Regions from separate parts of the Camelus bactrianus genome. Here region 1 is linked to region 2. The links are chromatin contacts, called in public Hi-C maps. All regions are on one chromosome and are shown on one strand. The core of a region is the stretch at or near the end of the contact, and the rest is flanking DNA. Distances in the headings are between cores, read along the strand shown. Region 1 holds the start of COA1 (cytochrome c oxidase assembly factor 1). Region 2 holds the start of PSMA2 (proteasome 20S subunit alpha 2).

Region 1 (3,138 bases), core at 143-2,642, 580 kb after region 2:
TGATGAAAACTGTGGTGTGGGTTGTACAACTCTATAAATGCACTAAAAACCAATGTATATTTTAAAACTCCATGGTATGTGACTATATCTCAATTAAGCTGTTATTTTTCAAAAGGACTGGAGGGGTTTTTTTCCTCCCATTATATCGCCAGCTCCTAAAACAGTTCCTGGCAGTATCAGGAATTCAATAAATTCTAATTGAATGGAGAAGTAACTTTCTAAACGTGGGTAAACCATTTACAAAACTCTGTCATATCCAGAGATGAAATTACTGCAGGTTGGCATGAGGAGGGCATACGAGTGTTTGTAGGTGTGTTTTCCATAAAAGGAACAAAAAATTCAGCAGAAGCAAGAAGGAGGCAGTCTAAGGAATTTGTATTATCCTGCATCAATGGAAAGGTCTGTAACATTAGATTTTAACACAGTCAGATCTGGCGGGGGGGGGTGGTGTATGTGGAGGGAGGAAGGTAGTTTTGGGGTTTTTAATGGAGGTACTGGGGATTGAACCCAGGACCTCATGCACGCTAAGCATGCGCTCTACCACTGAGCTATACCTTACCCCCTAGATCTGTGTTTTAAATGTGTAAAGTCTAAGTAGAGAGTTGCTACTTCTATCCAAAGGTGAAGCAGGGCAAGACTCCTCAGGCAAGAATGGAGAGGAGTTGGGAAAATACAGCAGAATCAAGTATCAAATTATAAGCCTATTTACGGATTTTTTAAATTACACAAAGCCCTCCTCTCACAGACACACACACACAGGTTGGTTGATTGACAGACATTCACACAGACATATACAAACACCTGAAAATCACTTACACTGACAATCACTTCTGTAGTCAGCCCTGGGAAAGGAGCTCAAATGTGACGGGGACATAAACTACTGTGACCAATAAGCCAGAAAATTCTTTTCTACACTCATCAGGGCAGGGTCCTCCTCAGCCTGTGGGGACCACCGAGAAAGTGCCCAGTTCCACCTCTTCACAAATGTGCCCCTGGGACGCTCGGCAAGGACCACAGGCAAGGCCACTCCGTTAGCTACCCGGGAGGGGGCACCTGGTAGCACCCCGAGGACTGAGCCCACCACGGGACCACAGGCGCCACACAAGCAGCCGAGGGCCGGTAGGTGGCCCCTGAGGGAACTCCCCTCGCAGCAGCCCACCTGGCCCGCAAACGCGGCCTCCGGGACTGCGGCAACAAACGCACCCGCGGCAGCAGAGACCCTACTCTTTCTCCCGCGGGGCCGCTAACCTGTCAGGCGTAGACGCACCACGCCGGGGAGCGCGCGCGGTTCCTTCCGGACGCGGGGCGTGGGGAGCGGGTGGGCGGAACGCCGGCGGGAGGACACGCCCCGCGGGGAGCAGTCGAGACTTCCGGCGTCTCCTCCTCACGTGGCTAGAGCGTCGGCAAGCGCGAGCCGCCGGCTGAATGCGGCCCCGCGGCGCCCCAGAGGCTGATCCTGTGGAAGTTTCTTGCGCAAGCGGACTTCGCCGAACCTCCTACCCGCGCCGGGAGACGATTTATCTCCTTAAATCCCCGCTTGTTTTCTGCGCCCCGTTGGCCCCCTGTGCACATTCAGTCCCGCAGCGGTTGCCGAGGAAATTTAAACCAGTGGCTCGTATTGCTCCTCACCTGGCGCTTGGGCTCACCTCCAAGCATGCAAAACCACGGGCCATCTGAGCCCCGTCTGACACTGAAGTCCAACTTGCCTTCCTCGGCTGAGAAATTTGACAACACTAACTTTTGTTACTCACTAAATATTTATTAAATGCTTACTGTGCTTCAGGGAATGTAGTGCTAAGAAAGCCTGTAGTGGTCTCTGTTCTCAAGCAGTTAAGTAGTAAAATGGATAATAGTATTTACTTTATAGATTTATTGTGAGGATGTAAAGCACTCCGAATAATCTGGCACTTTGTAAGTGCTCAATAAACGCCAGTTATTATTTTCATCTTGATCATTCCGTTGCCCTCATTGCTACTGTTAACGTCATCTTTTACTTTTTTAATGTTATGTTTGAAGTCCAGGTGTTACCGACGCAGGCTCCTGGACTCTTTAATCAATAGAAATTGGTGGAGGCCAGAGGAGAATCCCAGGCAAGGCTTTCTTGAGGGTTGTGCTACAGCAGGAGGGAGTGAAAACAAGAAACAGTTGCCGCTGAAGGCAACTGCTTTGGCCCTTAAATGGAGTTAAAAATGGGGGTGGGTCCTTAGCTTAGGTGGTCTGCCCACCACCTTTGTGGTGCCATGTGCAGGGGTCATGTACCCTGTTTCTGCTCATGGCACCTTGGAAGTGGCAGTTGGTTTGTAGCCTTTTTGTACCTTATTGTTCATAATTGCCCCAAGTGCAAATGTGTGCAGTTATTCTTAGTCCCTTACAGTTTCTTTGTATTCTGTTGCTCAAGAACATGAGATGTGTGTCCAGGTGCAAGCACTCCAGTAAAGGGTTCCGGGTCCCAGCCTACCTCACAAGTACCTTTCTTCCACAAAGCAATGAGTCTTCACAATGGGTGGGTCACCTAAATTTGATAGGTTCTATTATCAGACTAATCAAGTTTAGTCTAAGGCAGTGGTCTTCAAAACCATCACACATCTCCCATCAGAAAAGAAAATTAGATTATGTATGCGTACTATGTATGGTATTGATACATACACATACTATAAAACTTTCACAAGAAATAAAACTTTCAAAAAGTGAGATAAAAAATATTAATACTTTTGTTTTCTTCCCATAAAACAGACAGGTTCCCATACATACATCCCATGTCTTTGATGCCCACTGGCTAAATAAGCGCATTATCAAAGCAGCCTGTTATTAGATTATGAATCCCCAGAATAGATCTTTTGTGAGGAATTAATAGAAACTAATCAGATTTTGAGGTGCTTGAACTGTAAGGGCTATTTGAATGGTTTCATACATCAGAGGAAATGAAGAAATAAAATATGCATCCATCAAGTAATCACTGACTATTGACTTGTTAAACATCCAAAGAAGATTGCAATGCCCCATTTCAGGCTTGGAACAAATCAACTAACAAAACACTTTGAGGTTTTAGATAGACAGATAGATAGACAGACAGACAGACAGGTGAATTTTATACAATGTTCATGAAAATAAACCCTGAATCAATTAATTCTCTTGCCA
Region 2 (2,825 bases), core at 87-2,586:
AAAGGGCCAGGTTTGCTTTCTTCACCAATAGGAACAGTGACTACGGGGCAAAAATTGTTTTCTATCATTGTATACGACGAGATCTTTAATTAAGGAATGAAATTAATTTCACTCAAAGAGGAAAAATTTATTTTACTTATTATGGCAAACTGCCAAGAGTAAGGAACACATTTTCATATTTAAGAAGTCATCATATGGTAATGGAAAGTGTATTAATTTTGTCCTCAGGAAGCAGCCAGTTTGAATGTTAACTCAGCTACTCGTTTACGATCATGCACAAGTTATTTCATTTGTCTGAGCTGTGGTTTGCGCATGTGTAAGATGCTGAGACAACATTTATCACACATGGTAGTAGAAAGAGATGGAGTAAGCTGTACCCACACAGAAAGTACTCAACAAGTTGGATCCCGCCCGCCTTTAGCAGCGAGGAAACACACTGCAATTAAATGGGGTATTACTGATCCGTAGGAAAAAGGTCAAATTGAATCCTTCCCCGGTTAATTTCTTAAGTCTTTTGGTGATGGTTTTCTTGAAAAATGTACTTACATCCTAGTTCTAAAGTAGTTCAAATCCTACAATCTTTTTTTATTTTAAGTCAACATAGCCTCCTTCCAAAGTAACAGCCGAAACACAAATGTAGCCTAAGAGTTTGGCGCCCACAATCACTAAGGGATAGAAAGATCAGCGCTTTCATTTTCAGTCCTTCAGCTTCTAATAGGGCCATCGAGAAAACCGAAAGCGGGAAGAGGTTTCGAAAAACATTCCAAGACCAAATGCAAACTGTAAAGTTGGAGCTTTCCGAGAAAAAAAAGGGACCCCAGAGATCTGACCGAGATTCCGAGCCCCAGAGGCTCCCCAGTCAGGCCTACTTGGGTCAGGAAGGAAATCCTGAGTTCTGAACGGGACACCCGGAGACAGATAATGCAAAGCTGCCTTCTTCTCTAGCCCCCAAAGCGAAAGCAAGTCCCTGCGTGAGGGCCTCATCCTCCCACAGCTCCAAGGTCGCCCTGGATCCCCCAAATCGCGTTCCCATGACCCCCGGCACCACTGCTCCCCAGGCCGCGGGAGGGCCCTGCAAATGACTTTGCAAAGTCGCACTTCCAGCCTCATTCCCTATTGGGCCCCCCGGAGGCACCAAGCCAGAGACCAGGATGTAAAAGACCGGGTCAGCTGAGCTCCTACAAACTCGGCTAAACGGAGGACCTCAGGGGCCCCTTCCGTACCTGAATGTAGTCAGCGAAAAGCTGTAACCACGCTCCGCCATCTTTACCCGGAGACCCAACGCACATCCGCACACACGCGCACTGCGGCCTGAGTCGTTTCATTTCCCCTCCCCGAGCCTTTCTTTCTCGCTCTCTGATTGGAGGAGAGGCAGAGACGCTCCTGGGGCATGCTGGGAGTTGTAGTTCCGTGCCCGGCTAGCCCCCGACTTTGCGTTTGTGCGCATGCTCGAGGTAGGGGCGACCCGGTGGGCGCGGCCTTAGGGCGAGCAACATGGCGGCCTTCATGCTGGTCTTGGTGGTTTCGCCGCGGCCCGCAGCCCGGGGACTACTCCGGAACTTTTGGGAGCAACTGCAGCGGAAACTTCAGCTGAGCCGGCCAGGCCTTCCCCGTTCTCCATGGGGTACGTAAAGGAGGTCTCCGTGGAGAAGGGGTTGGGTGAGGGGCCCCAGGCCGCGTGGTGGACACCGCTCTTACGCCGCCCTGCTCCCGCGGTCTGATCTTCCGCCGCGCGTGGGGGCCGTCGTCCGGGACACTTACTTAGGAACAAGAAGAGACAGCTGTCTCTGCCCCCCAGTCTCCTGCGAAAAAAGAAAAGCCCTCCAATTGTCCCATTCGTTTACAGAATGTAACCCAAGCGCATCGCTTAGCCTCAAGCGACACCACGATCCAGATCCGCTTCTCTTTTCTTTCCAGTCGTCCCACCCCCTAAAGCAATTTGTCCTCTGTGCAGTTGAATGTTGATCTTGTTTCCCCCGAAAACTAAATTTAAATGAAAGCATCCTGGGTGTTAAAACTGTCATGGCTTTGACATTTACATTCTACTCGATTTCGGAGGTATCCCGAACATGATAATGATCATGCCCAGGCCGACTGAACGAACAAAGAGCCCACTGTATGTCGAAGCCTACATAGGCTTCTGAGATAATCGCCGCCACAATCCCATTAGGTGTCTCCCCTTCTCAACTGAAAAAGTAGGCTCCGAAAGGACCCAAGGTCACACAGGCCGTCCAGATCCTGTGCTATTAACCCCTGGGCTATGCTTAGCAATTCTTTTAGATATACTGAAAAGGAATGCCAGTTGTTAAGTGTTAGACACCTTGTATATTTTTAAGAGTTCCTACAATCAAAAGAGGTATTGCAAGTCTGAGGAAAAACAGCAAGAAAAAAGTAAAGGAATCTATTTGAGTTTATAAACAGTTCAGAAAAAACAAAAGGGAAACGTTGGTGGTCACATAAGTAAATTAATATCCTACAAAGTGTAATGAGCTAGCTCTTTTCCTTAAAGAACTGAGAGGAATCAAGATTAAATATTTCGAAGGACCAAGTGATGGATCTACCAGGTTATATGACAGAGGATCTAACTCAGTTTGATTATAATAAGAAGGACCAATCAACAGTTATCTCCGTGCCAGCGGGAAATGGCTTTTGGAAATCTCAAGCTTGGATTTAGTTGTAAACGTAAATCTGCGCCCTCAAGTGGAATGTGCATATTTGAGTGTGGGTTTTTTGTTTTGTTTTGTTTTGTTTTGTTTTGTTTTGTTTTTTGCCTTGATTGTTTTAAGTTAGATGTCTGTCAGACATTTATTCATGTTTACTAGTGA

What was found. Hi-C and Micro-C count contacts between places; a contact is called where the count stands out from the background.
Region 1: a Hi-C map of liver shows a contact between it and region 2, with 7 times the contacts expected there. The contact joins the promoter of COA1 here to the promoter of PSMA2 in region 2. A contact is called at or near these places in 2 of 2 Hi-C or Micro-C datasets (blood and liver).

The regions. Positions count from the first base shown.
Region 1 is chr7:83,177,746-83,180,883 of ASM4877302v1, forward strand. COA1 (cytochrome c oxidase assembly factor 1) reads right to left here and starts at 1,393. Exons shown (of 5, transcript XM_074367704.1): 1 at 1,249-1,393.
Region 2 is chr7:82,602,394-82,605,218 of ASM4877302v1, forward strand. PSMA2 (proteasome 20S subunit alpha 2) reads right to left here and starts at 1,337. Exons shown (of 8, transcript XM_010969556.3): 1 at 1,224-1,337. The coding sequence starts at 1,264. It overlaps MRPL32 (mitochondrial ribosomal protein L32), which reads left to right and starts at 1,453. Exons shown (of 3, transcript XM_010969555.3): 1 at 1,453-1,624. The coding sequence starts at 1,495.